2 separate regions of the Cyprinus carpio genome follow, and region 1 is linked to region 2. Evidence: chromatin contacts called from public Hi-C data. All regions are on one chromosome and are shown on one strand. The core of a region is the stretch at or near the end of the contact, and the rest is flanking DNA. Distances in the headings are between cores, read along the strand shown.

Region 1 (7,398 bases), core at 1,218-3,717, 75 kb before region 2:
CTCTATCCACCTGGTCGGCACCAGCTGCTGGTTGTTGTCCCTGACAGGAGAGGAACGAATTAACCTCTTATTTAAACTTTTTAAAGTAGGCATGAAATGAAATGCATGTTATTGATCTTACTGCAAACAAGTCACCCATGCGTATGTTTCAAAAAGCTTTTTACAATCAAAATGTCAGAATTTGATCTTCCTTTTAAATGACAAACTTTTGTCTGGTATGCCAAACTTTTCCAATCATTTAGTCCACTTAAACCCTGCCCCTGTTACAGTCGACTGCAAACTTGCAATCAGATGTGCCTTCATCCAATCAACAATTGTTCTGTAGATCAATGTCCTTGCCCTTCAATTTTATTTAATTTTTTTCAAATAATCTGTTTCACTCAGACGTATGTTACTGTATGGAAGAAGAGTTCTGTCATTTCATAGGTCTTATTTGTCCTATTAACCAACTAATGCAACAGCCTTTCAGCTGCCCCAATCAAGTCTGGATCGCCATGGCATTAATCTGATGTTATGTCAGATTAAATGTGTAATATATGACGATATTTTGTGGAAAATGGCATTGGAGGTACAGTACAGGTCAAAAGTTTGGAAACATTACTATTTTTAATGTTTTTGAAAGAAGTCTCTTCTGCTCATCAAGCCTGCATTTATTTGATCAAAAATACAGAAAAAAACAGTAATATTGTGAAATATTATTACAACTTAAAATAATAGTTTTCTATTTGAATATACTTTAAAAAAATAATTTATTCCTGTGATGCAAAGCTGAATTTTCAGCATCATTACTCCAGCCTTCAGTGTCACATGTAAACATCCAGTCTATCACATGATCATTTAGAAATCATTCTAATATTCTGATTTATTATGAGTGTTGGAAACAGTTCTGCTGTCTAATATATTTGATGAATAAAAGGTTAAAAAGAACTGCATTTATTCAAAAAAAAAAAAAATATTCTAATAATATATTTTCTTTACTATCACTTTTTATCAATTTAACACATCCTTGCTGAATAAAAGTATTGATTTTATTAAAAAAAAGAAAAAAAATTACTGACCCCAAATTACTGACCAGTAGTGTATATTGTTATTACAAAATATTTATATTTTAAAAATAAAGCTTCTTTTTTTTTATATTTTTTTTTTATATACTTTTTATTCATCAAAGTATCCTAAAAAGTATCACATGTTCTGAAAAAATATTAAGCAGCAGAACTGTTTCCAACTTTGATAATGAATCATCATATTAGAATGATTTCTAAAGGATCATGTGATAATGATCCTAAAAATTCAGCTCTGCATCACAGAAATAAATGATAATTTAAAGTATAATACATTAAAAAACGTATAAAAAAGTATATTCAAATAGAAAACTATTATTTTAAGTTGTAATAATATATCACAATATTACATTTTTTCTGTATTTTTGATCAAATAAATGCAGGCTTGATGAGCAGAAGAAACTTCTTTCAAAAACATTAAAAATTGTAATGTTTCCAAACTTTTGACCTGTACTGTAAATGATCTTAAGTATGTGTTTGTTTATTCTTGTGTGCAGTTTATCAGCTCACCTGTGCCTGCGCAGCCGCTGCTGCTGCCGCCTGTGCCTGTTCCTGCTCCTGATAGTACTGTGACGCTCTGCGGTCCTCCTCCTCCTGCAGCTTCTTGGCCAGCTCTAGATCACTGATGCCTTCTGGGATCTGTTCCCAACCCAGGTCTGAGGCCTGCTGTTCCTGCTGCAGAGACAGCGCCATCAGGTAGTCCTACACATACAGAGGGGAAAATTTAAATTGTCAACATCTACGCAGTTCTTGTGCTGTTGAGAATGATATATATGATACATTTTCCCATTAAACACAAACTAAGTTATTCAGCAGAGTTATGATAGAAGGCAATAATATATAGACTACTTTTATATTACCTTTAGGAGCTTGATATGTTAAATTACATTATATAAATTACTATACTATACAGTCACCTTTGATCAGTTGAGTGCTTCCTTGCTGAATAAGTTTTAAAAACACAAATACTTAAATAATATTTTTATTTTTTGTATTATATTTATCTGTATAGATGTGTACATTCCCTCCTATACTGAATGAGAAAATGCAGCCTAAACTCTTGCTAAATAACTCCTTTTGTGTTCCATAAAATAGAAATCATTCCTTTGTGGGTGAATTATTTCTTTCTGTAGAGGATTATATTATAGCTGAGCCTGAATCCTTACAGTAGTAAGGAGCTTATGTAATAGTTTATGAAAAAAAGAACATAGTACATCATGAATATCCTGACAGTTTGCCTGTGAATTGATCATTTAGTTTGCTAACTAAGCCCACGACAATGACACTACAACGACTGTTTTAGAGTAAAGTCTGACTTTTAGAGCACAGTCATCTCTAAGCCCTTCACTTATACAGACCCTTCATTATTAAACACCCAATATAAGAGCAGAAGAGAGAGACAAAGGATCTGTGTCACGTGAGACACTTTTGTCCGGTCATCAGGCATGAAAGCATCCCAAAGGCAGAGGGGGATGGTTACACAGAGCTGGAAGAAGGGTTGGGGAGCTTTTAACATCAATAATTGAGGAAATTTTCCAGTGGGCAACGGAGCAGAATTAGTGCTAGAGGACAGCAGTGCGCTACCAAGCCCAATACAGATAAACTGCACTTTCACAGAGACTGGCTGTGTCTCAACTGGATGTCAACATTCACAGCTCACTGTAATATCAGTCTCTAGAGCTCGGCGTTACCCGAGGGTCACTGTGATTCTGTGAAATGAACCCCATTTTGGTACAGAGAGTATATTACTTAAAGATGGGGTTTTGTGATTATTTTAACACAATTTAACTATCAGGAACTTAAAGGTCTAATAAGTTCCTGTTATCCAGAAGCATAGGAACAGTTTAAAGGCTTTGAAGATTGGATCTTTGAACACAAATTTTTAAAAGTGATTTCATCCGCAGGGCTGAACTTAATGCTTTTCTTAAGAGAGGTACCTGGAAAAGACCCCAAACATTTTATTGTATTCCAAACTCTTCCTCTGTAATGTCTGCTTAATAGCATCAAGGCAGTAGCGTTTGTGAAAATTCATTGTAACTTCATTTATAGTTTAGTAATTTTAAGGAATTGTAAGCAATTGCATTTAAACAATTGCATAATTTTGTTGTCACTCCTGTAAACTGCAGAACTCTACATTTCGAACAAATTATAAGTGCCAACAACTTCTAGCTGCATTTTTTTTTTTTTTTTTTTTTTTGCTGACCAATGCTGCATTTATTTGATAAGAAGTACAGTGAACACTGAAATAGAACTTTGATAAAATATAAAAATAAATAAATTGTAATTAAACTGTATTATTTAAAAAGTACAATTGTAGTTCTACGGCAAAAAATTAAATTACACATTAAATAAAACATTTTAAAAGATTAAATATTATCAAAACAAACAATAATAAATTAAATTAAAAATCACTTCATCCTCTTTTGTAACAAATTTCAGCATTGACCCTGCATTAAATCCTTCTTTGATTATTATTTGAAGTAACAAAACCATGGTTAATTTGTGGTTACCATGACTTTTTTTTGGTTTATTTTGTAGTAAAACCATGGTTAATTTTTGTAAGGGAACATGGAAACTCAGAGAGAATATTAAGGCAGATGTGTTGGTGGTGATGAAATTATTACTGACATTAAAACACGTTATCAACAGCGACTGATGTCTTTTTTTCGGACATAGTTGTCCATCAACTATGATCATTTGCAGTCAGCTGCAAACATAAGGTGAGGGCGGATACGGGAATGGTGCGTCACATGTGCTTAACCTACTGCCTACACCGTAAAATGCATTTTTAAAAAATTTATATATATGTTAATATTAATATAGAACAAAAGTCTTTTTTTTGTCTTTTTTTTTTGAGCAACTGGGATAGTGCCCTATGCAAACTGCGTACTCTGCATATAGGGAGAGGCAGTACTGTGTATATGAATTAAATTACAGTCACAACTCCATCCGACTGCATGAGCTTTAATCATAAAGGACCCACGTAAATGTTCTTTTACAGACGTCACCCTGAGAAACAACTACCATACTCTGTGTTTATAACTGAATGACACTGAGCACTTCTGAGAAGCTACTAGTCCTGACCTGATCGATCTGGTCTTGCTGACCACGGTACACAGTTTCCGGGTCAGAGGGTGGCCTCAGATGAAACTCTGAGTCGCAGAAGTTTCCATCTCCGTCGACATTATGCAGACTTTCCCAAACCACCTTCTCCTCAGTGAGAAACCCCTGATCCGTTACCAGCAGGTACAGCTGGGCCTGAGGAACACAAAGAGAGCATTTATAAAAACATGCAGCACAGCTCTCGTCCAACAACCTTTCAACACTCCCAGACCGGGCAGCAGTGGTGTCATGTTCTGAAGTGTGTACATGAGGATCATAGAAGAGTTTTATCTGTGGGTGAAGTGTGTCCTGCTGTTACAGAACAGCTCCCCTTCCTCCAGATAACAAACTTTACATTTACAGCCTCCCTGATTTAACTGCAGTTGAGGGTTACATAGAGAGTCAACATCCAAAACCATATTCCCAGTGTCTCCTACGTTCAGGGTGAATGTGAGAGTCGCTGAGAATCAAGGTTGTTATTATTATTATTACCAAATAATATTAAGATGATAAAAATAAAATCAGCTAATTTGTGGTGGTGTTATATGGGATGAAGACTAAAATGACTGCAATAACTAAATTTTACTGTACATCAGTTTACTTGCATGTGCTTTTTGTCAGACCTTGACCTTTCCAATATGCAAAATCATGGTAATCAGCAATAGCATCATCTCTGTACCCCATAATATCTATAGTCTTCTCAGTAGAATTTTAAAGTTCTCTTTTTAGCCACTGGGGGGCAGCAACATACAGCATCCCTCTATAGACAAGTGAACCAAATTTACTTTGCTTATTAGAGCGCTTATTCACAGCAGCACAGAGCCATCATTCTGCATCCAACATCTCAAATACACTTAAATTTCAACATGCCTTAAATTTGGTCATGGTGCTGAAGTGATTGTTCCTGAAGAAGACACACAGTTCTCCCTCTTCTACAGTAGAAGTGAGTTCACACAGGCCGTGGTATGTTAGCTGAGTCGCTGTGCTGTTCAGAAACTGCTCTGCCACAAAACCTGGGAAAGAAAGAGCCAGTGTGAGATGTCTCTGAAATACACAATACAATAGACACAAATGTTTGAATGTTAAAATCTTAATATCTGCCCTAGCTCTCCTTGGTGCATAGCAATGTTCGATTCGTAAACAAGTCAAGTTTGATCTTTTCAATGAATCTTGATTTAGTACACAAAACTGTTCTGAATGATTCATTCACGATGGTAGTCCACTGGAGGTAGCGATTATCAGTGAATAATGACTTGAATGTCAGTCTCTCTCACACAAAGCTATCATATGACTCCAGAAGACTTGCAACACTGCATGAGTCATACAGGCTAATTTTATTATACTTTTATGGTGTCTTTCTTTGAGGTGTTAAAGTCTAAGCCCCCATTCACTGTAACTTAAAATTACTCCAGACTGAAGATTGGAATTCATATAGGACTGGAACAACAATAAGGGTGAAAAAATGAAGAAAAAAATGTTTGGGTGAACTAATCCTTTCAACACACACTGTCTGAAACTTTATGACACACAAAAAACACACAGCCTGACAGAGACAGACTCACATACACTGGTACAGGGATAGACTGTGAGTGGCTGCCAGTCAGCCCAAGAGAGAGAAAAGACAAAGAAACAGACACAGAGAGCATGCATTCTGAAGACGCTTAGAGAAACGGCAAAAAAAGATGGCGAGGGAGATCTATTTAGACACAAATGCGGTGAGAGAGGGAGAGAACATTTCAGACAGCTAAAAAAACTGCGAAAAGGAGGGTGCTTAAATGACTCTGGTACACTCTAAAAGTTGTTTATTTGCATGATGCAACGGGGAAGACATCATTCAGAACATGGATTCATATTCACAAGGCATTAGAAGATCTAAATGCACAGAAGCCTGGCAAAGAGTGAACTCTAAACATTCTAAAAAAGTGAATTATGCTACATTTGAGCACTTGCCTTCTGGAAGAAGCAGTCTGCATGAATGTATGAAAGGAAAAGGAGAAGACCAATAAGAACCGTGAATACCCACCTTCCCCAGCCAGCTCGCTGTTGTCTGACTGCTTACAGCTGATTATCTTCTCTACCAACTGGTTATAGCTGCAGTTTCCCACTGCCTTGACTATATCAGCCATCTACAGACAGTGTGATAAAAATAAGAAAGTCAATATGCTGGTCAAAATATTAGCATGAATTTTAACTTCCACATGGGTGATTTCTTTTAGAAGAGGTGCAATTTTAATGTGTAAATGTATGTATTAATTTAATATTACTTGATGTAACAGAGTTAACCGCAGCATGGTTTTAACTTGATACGGCATTGTGAAACCATGGCGATAATTGTGCAGTACTAAAAAAAATAATGACTGGCAAACTCAATTAAATTGAAAAAAAAAAGTGTTTTGATCTGTAGCCCAGTGATGATACTAAGCAATTACTTCCAATTAATTTGATAAATTAGTGTATAAATATTTAAGAGTATGTATAATTGTATTAGTATTAAATGATTTTGATCTTTTTAAATTTTTAAGTAATTTTAATATGTAATTAATTTTTCTCTTTTACTAAAGCCACTTACTGCACAGTGCATATCATGTATTTGTGAAACTCTGTGTGTTACCACTGTAGAGTAAGATTTTGAAATTAAAGCACACAAATGATATCATGTGGTGACATCACGTTTCAGTGGAATTTGCTTTTCTAGAAGGATGTGAACCTGGATGCTGACCTGTGGGTCAACCAGCCATCCATGGTAGAGTGGGATATCCAGCAGGTCAAAGACAATGCACTCGGGTGTGTATTCGAATACCCGCACACCTGTGAACTTAACGTTTACATCCAGACCTGTCTGCAGTTTATGCAGCACAGCCATAGCATCACTCATATTCTAGAGAAGGAGAAAGCAAAGGAATACAAGAAAATAAGGGAACAGTAGCAATTTTTTCCAAAACAACACATGCACACATTTCTGTAAAATGTGACACCCAATTGTCTTACTGCTCTGAGCAGGAAAAATCTCATAACTCTAGACCAGCGACCAAACAGCTCTAAACACCAGAGGTCACCTCTTTTACTTCCTGTCTTTCAGTTTTGACCATAATGACCCTCCACTGACTCTCAAAAAAGCACAGCTGCAGGCTCACAACACAAGCCACTGCAAGGCTACAAACTCCAGTGCAGTTAAACAGATAAGAGTTTGAACATACGCGTGTATGTTCAGCATTTGATATTACATTCCAGACTC
Region 2 (7,620 bases), core at 1,097-3,596:
ACCGTAATATTATGAACCACAAGAATACTTTTTGTACACAAAGAAAACAAAAATGACTTTATTCAACGATTTGTCTCCTTTGTGTCTCTCCGTATCACCGTAGCGCCATTTTGGAGAATATCTGCTGAACGCAAACTGTGTAAGCTATAAAACCGTTTTCGCATACCACAGCAATGAATTTGAGGCATGAGACCAATGCTTTGCTTTGGCATATTGACACCAAACTTTGTGTGTGTCATTGTTAACTCACACAGAACACACCACATCGATTTGATAACAGTGCCACCTATTGGTCAAAAGTGATAATCCATTAAGGCATATTACTAGTTGTTGTGTTTATGATTTTTCAGTCATTTCAACTACAATCATTCTAAACAGCTTTAATTACTCGTTGTTGCATTTGGTCTGATGCTACATGCCATGCTTAGCTCCCCATTTTGCCTCTACTGCACTTGGCCCCAAAATTGGTGCTTGCAGCTATATTTATTATTATTATTATTATTATTATTATTATTATTATTATTATTATTATTATTAGGTATATCACTGTTAAGGGATATTTCACCCAAAAAGGGAAAATTTGTGAAAGGAAAATTCTATCATCATTTACTCGCTTGACTTCTTTTCACCTTTCTTCTGTGGAACACAGAAGAAGATATTTAAAAAAAATAATAATAATTTTTCTTCATACAATCAAAGTCTGTGGGTCCAGTGTTCAGTGATGTTTGGACATTGACTTTCAGAATATCTTCTTTCGTATTCCACAGAAGAAAGAACATCAGATTTAGAACAATATGAAGGTGAGTAAATGATGATAGAATTTTTTGGGTGAACTGTCACTTTAAGAGAATACATTAGAAAACTGGACAAGCAACAAGGAAACTGATTATAATGTTGACAGCATATACTAGTGCAAAAGGAAATGAAGTGTCTTTTCCACACACCTATGTCATTCTAGTACTTTGAAGGGAAGAAGTGCTCCGTATTGCTATCAGTTGCGGGAGGAACAGGAAAACTAAGCTCACACACATATGCTTTTTACATGCTGAGTTTGTGTATATACAAAAGTTTATCATCATTAAATAGAGCTGATATATGTTCACTGCAAGACTGAGTGAGGTCAGATGGGGACAGTGAGTTTGTATCTATGGGAAGGAAAAAGAAAGATTTAATTGTGGTTGACAGTGGTCCATTGAAGCACAAGGACAGAGGTCAGAAGGAGCACAGCTGGAGAGGGGAGTGAACTCTGGATCAGTCATGGGCTCTTGCCAGGTTCAGAATTTTTCATGTGGGTATGTAACACATGAAACATACACTTTCAGGAAAACCTCACTGAACATTTAAATAATAAAATCAAAAATTGTGAAGAATGTAATTAACCATATTTAGAATTGGTTTCAATCAACTTCTCTAAATAAGAAAGGCCTATAATTAATTATTCATCATTGGGCTGCTGTTCTTAATATCTGACTTAAGGGAATTAATTCTAACTAGAGTAATTTAATGCTCCAGCAGAGCTTTAGTCAAACTCCTGGAGGCTGCTGTAAACAGAGACCTTTCACAATCACATATATATCCCTTTGAGAAATCATGAAATTCATCATTTCATCTACATGCATTCATCACTGTGAATAAATCTACTTTACTGTATTGATGCAGATTAGTGGATAACTAATATGAAGTTTTTTCAGGAAGTCTTTGTTTTCCTGTAGGAGACATGTTCCTGTTAAACATCCTTTTGGTCCTGGGAAAAATACCTTTCAACCAAGATTTTAGAGTTCGATTTAGGGCTTCTTACTAACCTGGGATTTGCCTCTGGTAATTTCCCTCGTTCCCATGATGGCTTTTCACACGTGGTTGTTCCATAACCAGCACCTTGTGGAAGTCAGCCAGCTTAGGTTCACCATAATGGATTTTTTTGAAAATTTCATCTTGCATTATTGCATATTTTGATAAGCTCAGTCATCACAATATGGGTTGTTAATACTGAAACCCTGCACTTCCCACTTGAGACAACCTCTCACAACCACATCTTGCATTTCTGAGTAGTTGTTTGTTGTAGTTTTATTTATGTGGTGTTGTTGTTTTGCTATTTATTACTTAGCAAAAATGTGTCAGTGCATGAATAACTTCAAACAATCCACATTTTTTTTGTTGTGTTACTTTGACAAGTCAGAGACTTATCTCATCTCAGAAGATAGATTTCAGTTCTTTCCTCAAGGCACTTGGCATTTCCTTTCAGACTCGTTTCCTTTAGACAGATGTCTCTCTTGTTCTGCCCAGCATATATTTGCATTTGAATGGGGCCATATTCAGTGTGGGACAATAATACCTCACAGAGAAAAATTGAGTCGTTGTGATCAGAGATCAGAGTGACAGTCTTTCCTTAACTACCACTGAGACCTTCACCCACATACATATTCTCTTCTCCTCCATGCCCTCACATGACAGAGCATATTTTGATGACTCATTGTCTGAACACGCTAACATTTTTCCACAACAGTCAGTTCTTGCTTGAAGAAAACAAGTTCTCTCAGGAGAATGAGAGATGTTTATGGGTGAGCTGGGTGTTCCTATTTAAGCAGGAAGTCTCTCTCAGACCAGGAAATACATGTGCAAGACTTGCTCAGCTCTTCCTCACAATTTTACAGTGATGCTATTCAAAGTCATCCTGTTTTCTTTTCAAGTACATATTTTAAGTTTTTAGCTTAAACATATCATTATGTAACCTACTTGTTCTACAGATCTGTGTACAAGTGTTATGACACTGATTTTGATCGTATTGACAGGGCTTCACGCTAAGGAAATTTTCTACTGGTCCGGTTCGGCCAGCGGTTTACATTTTTTACTTGCCCTGGCAACATTTTCACAGGCCTTGCCACAATCAATCAATCAATAAATCAATAAATAAGACTTATTGTTTTCATTGTTGACTGTAACATTGTATTGTAATAAATGATATCTATTTTGCACAAATAAGTACAATAGTTCAAAGATAAAACTGAAATGAACCATGCTTTTTCAGGTCTTTCAGGTAGTTCTAACTCTATTCCAGTTAAGGATGCACTGATCAAGATTTTTCGTGACTGATTCCAATTTCCGTTTTTCTTTATTTATTTATTTATTTATTTATTTTACAATCAAATGAGCCAATTCCCATACTCGTTGCCAATTTATTTAGTTCTTATTACTTTTACTATTATATTTTACATTTATTTAATGCTTATTTTGCTCTGTAACTGGCCAAACTAACCTTGAACAAACAAAAAAAACAACCAAAAATATATGCAACATGAAGCAACTGCACAAAACAAAAACATCAGACGGGCTGAATGAATTTATTATTACTCTTTATTATTATTTGTTTTATTACCTTAATTATATGTATGTTTGCACTATGTTTGTACTTTCTCTACTGGAAGCTCCTGACACCAAGACGAATTCCTTCTCCGTGTAAACACACTTGGCAATAAAGCTCTTTCTGATTCTGATGAAAATGCAAATTCAATCTCTGACAGCAGGTGGCGCTTATAGAACACTAGCGTTTCCTGAGGTATTGCTGTATGCAGCGCTGTGCTAATTAACACTCCTTTAATATGTATTTAACACAGTAAGAGGAAAAAGAAAATGCCATCGAAACTTTTCGGAAGACAGTCACTTCTCCTCAGAAATACATCCATATTCACCCCACCCTAATTCCATAATTATGCTTTTCATTCAGTATTTCAATAAATTTGTTCTGTCTGGTACAGTATTTTCTCTGCTTGCGCGACTATTCTCTCCTCTTTGTGTCCGTCTTCAGTGCATCTGTCTTAAAGATAATATATCATGATGATCACGACGTTTGTGTTACCAAATTGCATCTAGTCAGGAATAACCTGCCCGCGCTGTTTTTAACCTGGTCGTTTTTGATTACTGTCATTTATGCTGGTGTTGCCAGATATTGAAATAAACAAACAAACAAAACAAAACAAAACAAAAAACATTCTAAAAATAAATAAACCGCAATGAGTTATGGAAATAATATAGAGCTGCACACATTTAAACTGCTTGGGTTATGTTACTTTATTTCTTTGCAGTCTGTCCTTATCTAACCTGTGAGTTGGTAGACACTCTGCTGGTCATCAGCCAAGCTGATATTCAGCAGAATAATGTCACCCATACCATATTTTAAGGCAGTGACTTTTTTTTTTTTTCTTGCTGTACTGACAGCATTTTACATTTTTATGCGAGTGTTATAAAAAATTCCTGGGAGCTTGAAATAGTGTGCCTGAAATAGTGGCTCAGAATTTGGATTTGCGCAAGGTTGAGTTCAGAGGTGATCAACATAATAACATATCATAATGTCACATCACCAATCAATAATTCCTTTTATACAGTGCTTGAAATGTTAAAAGAATTGGGTTTTATTGTGTCTTAGATGAACTGTGTTAACAGTGTTAACTATATTTTCAAGACAAATTTGTACCCAGAAGTGAGCTATATGTGACAACTTTTTTTTTTGTAACAACAGTAAAAAATCAAAAGTACATAGAAGCATGCAAAAGAGCAAATAAAGTGTTTTTTTAATTGTAAAAATTAAAAACAGACTTTCCATTAAAGTTATACAGTACAATATCTAGAGCAGACACTTGATTATACATTCATTTTCATTTCTGCTGATGTTGGGTTATTGCAAGAAGTCAAAGCAGAGTCCAGAATAAACTCTCTGTCATAAATATTGCATACATAGATTTCATGGATCATGTGACAATGAGGACTGGTGTAATGGCTGCTGAAAAACTTTGCCATCACAAGAATACATTACATTGTAAATAAAATATATTTTAAAAAACAGAGTTATTTTAATTGTATTTCAGAAATTACTGTTTTTACAGTATTTTTGGACAAACTCCAAACTTTTAAACAGTATTTTGAATGGTGTTTTATCCTGCTTACAGAAACTTGATAAATGTGTTAGTGTGAGTGAAAGTACAGAAGCTTTTCTTTGTTCAGTCATCAAATGTAGCCATCAAGTAGTGATTGGTAAGCAATAGCAATAATGAAAGAAACTGTCAGTGCTGTGTTAAATTCTGTAAATAGTAAGCAGTGCAGTTGATATAAGAAGATTTTATGCTCTGGAGCCACAAAAAGGCTGAGACGTCAAATATCAATAACGCTTTGTGCGGTTCCCATTACAGTAACAGGAATAGGTGAACTTGGTAACAGCTGCATTCGCAGTTCTTCCTTGGGTCTAGTGTGTGATAGTGCTCTTTGCAGTTTCCTCGCTGAGAGGCTTCTCTCAGGATAAATGTCTAGTTCTGACTAGTTCTGAAGTCTTTTCAGTTATGTGTCATATTCTTATGTGAAATACTGAAGTTTAAAATAAATAGAAAATGTAAATAAAATGAATTAAAATTGTAGCAGGTCACCTAATTAGAGACTTCAAATGTTAACAGTATGGTTCAGAGCATTGTGTTGCTTTGGTTTTCAAGAAACTCTGATTTTACCTACCCAGATTATCCTCATAAATATGGAGCAGAAGGTGGTTGTGCAGATCACTCTGTTTTTGAGAGAATGAAGAAATACCAGGCATCTGCAGTGGAGGAGCCCACCCAGGTCAGCGCCAACACCCCCTTTGCACAACTCAGCTGAACACCACTTATATTACCAACTAGCACCGTTATTCTGATCTCACAATGCAAACAAACATGGAAACCAGACAACACATAGATATTTGGAACATTTCCTGTTTCCCATGGTTCTGAATTTCAGATTTCTATTTTTATACCTTGCCTGAATACATCCATAATTCATCAGATATAAATTAGATATAGATAATAAATTATAAATTATAAGCAATGCATAATTATTTTTTTAAATAAATAATTATTCATTATTTTATCTATGTGCCCAAACATAAATGTTTTTCTTCTCAGCCTCTTCACTTAGATGTTATACATCCTGCTGTTTTTTTTTTTTCTGCAGCAGACGAACCACGTGATTGACGAAGAGATGGCTGATGGACCAGTGATTCTGAGGAAACGTCGTGCAGCACAGGCAGAGAGAAATACCTGTCAGCTCTTCATCCAGACAGATCACCTCTTTCAAAAACACTACGGCAGCAGAGAGGCTGTGATCGCACAGGTACACCTAAAGCACAGGTGACTTAGTGGTATATGGTACCTGCAGCTTTTTATGTTGTACGTTTATAGGGTTGTTCTTTTGGGTTGTGCAGATTTCCAGTCATGTGAAGGCCATTGACTCCATCTATCAAAGCACAGATTTTAAGGGCATCCGCAATATTAGCTTCATGGTGAAGAGAATCAAGGTGAGTGTGTTCTCTTTTTCTTCAGTCTACTTATTAATTATATGCACGTCATTTCCTAGTGAAATATGGATTAAGTGTAATTTGTAGTAACTGATGCTAATGTAAATATATCTGGAATATAAACAGGATATTCTACTTCTTATTCACTGTGATTTGCTGGTTAGAATACAAGTTCCATCAGAGGGTTTCCAGATCTCACCCAGGCTTGACCAGATGTCAATAAAAGCATGTCAGCCCTGTACTGCAACTCTTTTGAAGACTTGAATAGTTCATTTTAGTTATTTATTTTTTGGGCTGCTTAAGTGGGCGTTCACACATAATGTTTTTTAAAAAAAGTTTTGGACAAAGGTTTTTTGATGCTTAAAAACAGAATTGTTTTTAACTTGACACAGTGTTTTAACACAGCATTCTTGCATGAGATGATAAAAAAAAGTCAAGGACATCTGTCTAAGAATGTGGACACAAGATGTTAGATCTATGGACTGCAGACTGCCTGTTGTATTAAACTGAAGTTTGTTTGCATTTTCATTTCAGATCAACACGACCGAAGATGTGAAGGATCCTTCTAACCCTTTTCGATTTGGCAACATTGGTGTGGAGAAATTTCTTGAACTCAACTCAGAGCAGAATCACGATGACTACTGCCTAGCCTATGTCTTCACAGATAGAGACTTTGATGATGGAGTCCTGGGTCTGGCCTGGGTCGGGGCTCCTACAGGTATGATCAGATATGCACATACAAAGTCTCCACAGTTTTGTCTCTTGAGAGGTTTGTGTGTGTGCAAGTGAACTAAATTAGTATTTGCTAATCTGAAATGATATCAACATATGGCGGGCCGGAAGGTCCTAAAATAGGGCTACTGACTTGTCGCTGGGATACACCATACAATGACCAGTAGCTACAGAGTTGACCACTGATAGGTCGGCGGTGCATCTGTATACACACTCTCCTCACGCAGCGGACCACTGACTCTCCTCAGCCAGTGACTCACTTTCCTCAAGCAGTGAACAACTCACTTTCCTCAGCCAGTGACTCACTTTCCTCATGCAGCAAACGACTCAGTTTCCTCACACAACGAACGACTCACTTTCCTCACGCAGCGGGCGACTCACTTTCCTTACGCAGCGAACGACTCACTTTCCTCACGCAGCGAACGACTCGCTTTCCTCGCTTTCCTTAGTCGTTCGCTGTATGAGGAAAGTGAGTCGCCCGCTGCGTGAGGAAAGTGAGTCGCCCGCTGCGTGAGGAAAGTGAGTCGCCCGCTGCGTGAGGAAAGTGAGTCGTTCGCTGCGTGAGGAAAGTGAGTCGC

What was found. A called contact is a pair of places that touch in the nucleus more often than the background predicts.
Region 1: a Hi-C map of liver shows a contact between it and region 2, with 5 times the contacts expected there. The contact joins two enhancer-like sites. A contact is called at or near these places in 4 of 8 Hi-C or Micro-C datasets (liver, red blood cells and skeletal muscle).

Annotation. Positions count from the first base shown.
Region 1 is chrA7:17,925,115-17,932,512 of ASM1834038v1, reverse strand. LOC109113687 (ubiquitin carboxyl-terminal hydrolase MINDY-2-like) reads right to left here. Exons shown (of 8, transcript XM_042760049.1): 4 at 6,187-6,289; 5 at 5,034-5,176; 6 at 4,146-4,319; 7 at 1,572-1,763; 8 at 1-40. Among protein-coding and RNA genes, the nearest start is that of LOC109113687, 16 kb to the right of the region's middle. Within about 2 kb of position 2,467, at least 2 of the 8 cell types and tissues checked have an H3K27ac peak or open chromatin away from gene starts, as enhancers often do.
Region 2 is chrA7:17,850,102-17,857,721 of ASM1834038v1, reverse strand. LOC109113683 (disintegrin and metalloproteinase domain-containing protein 10-like) reads left to right here. Exons shown (of 16, transcript XM_042760046.1): 5 at 5,498-5,598; 6 at 5,971-6,126; 7 at 6,218-6,310; 8 at 6,845-7,028. Among protein-coding and RNA genes, the nearest start is that of aqp9b, 39 kb to the right of the region's middle. Within about 2 kb of position 2,346, at least 3 of the 8 cell types and tissues checked have an H3K27ac peak or open chromatin away from gene starts, as enhancers often do.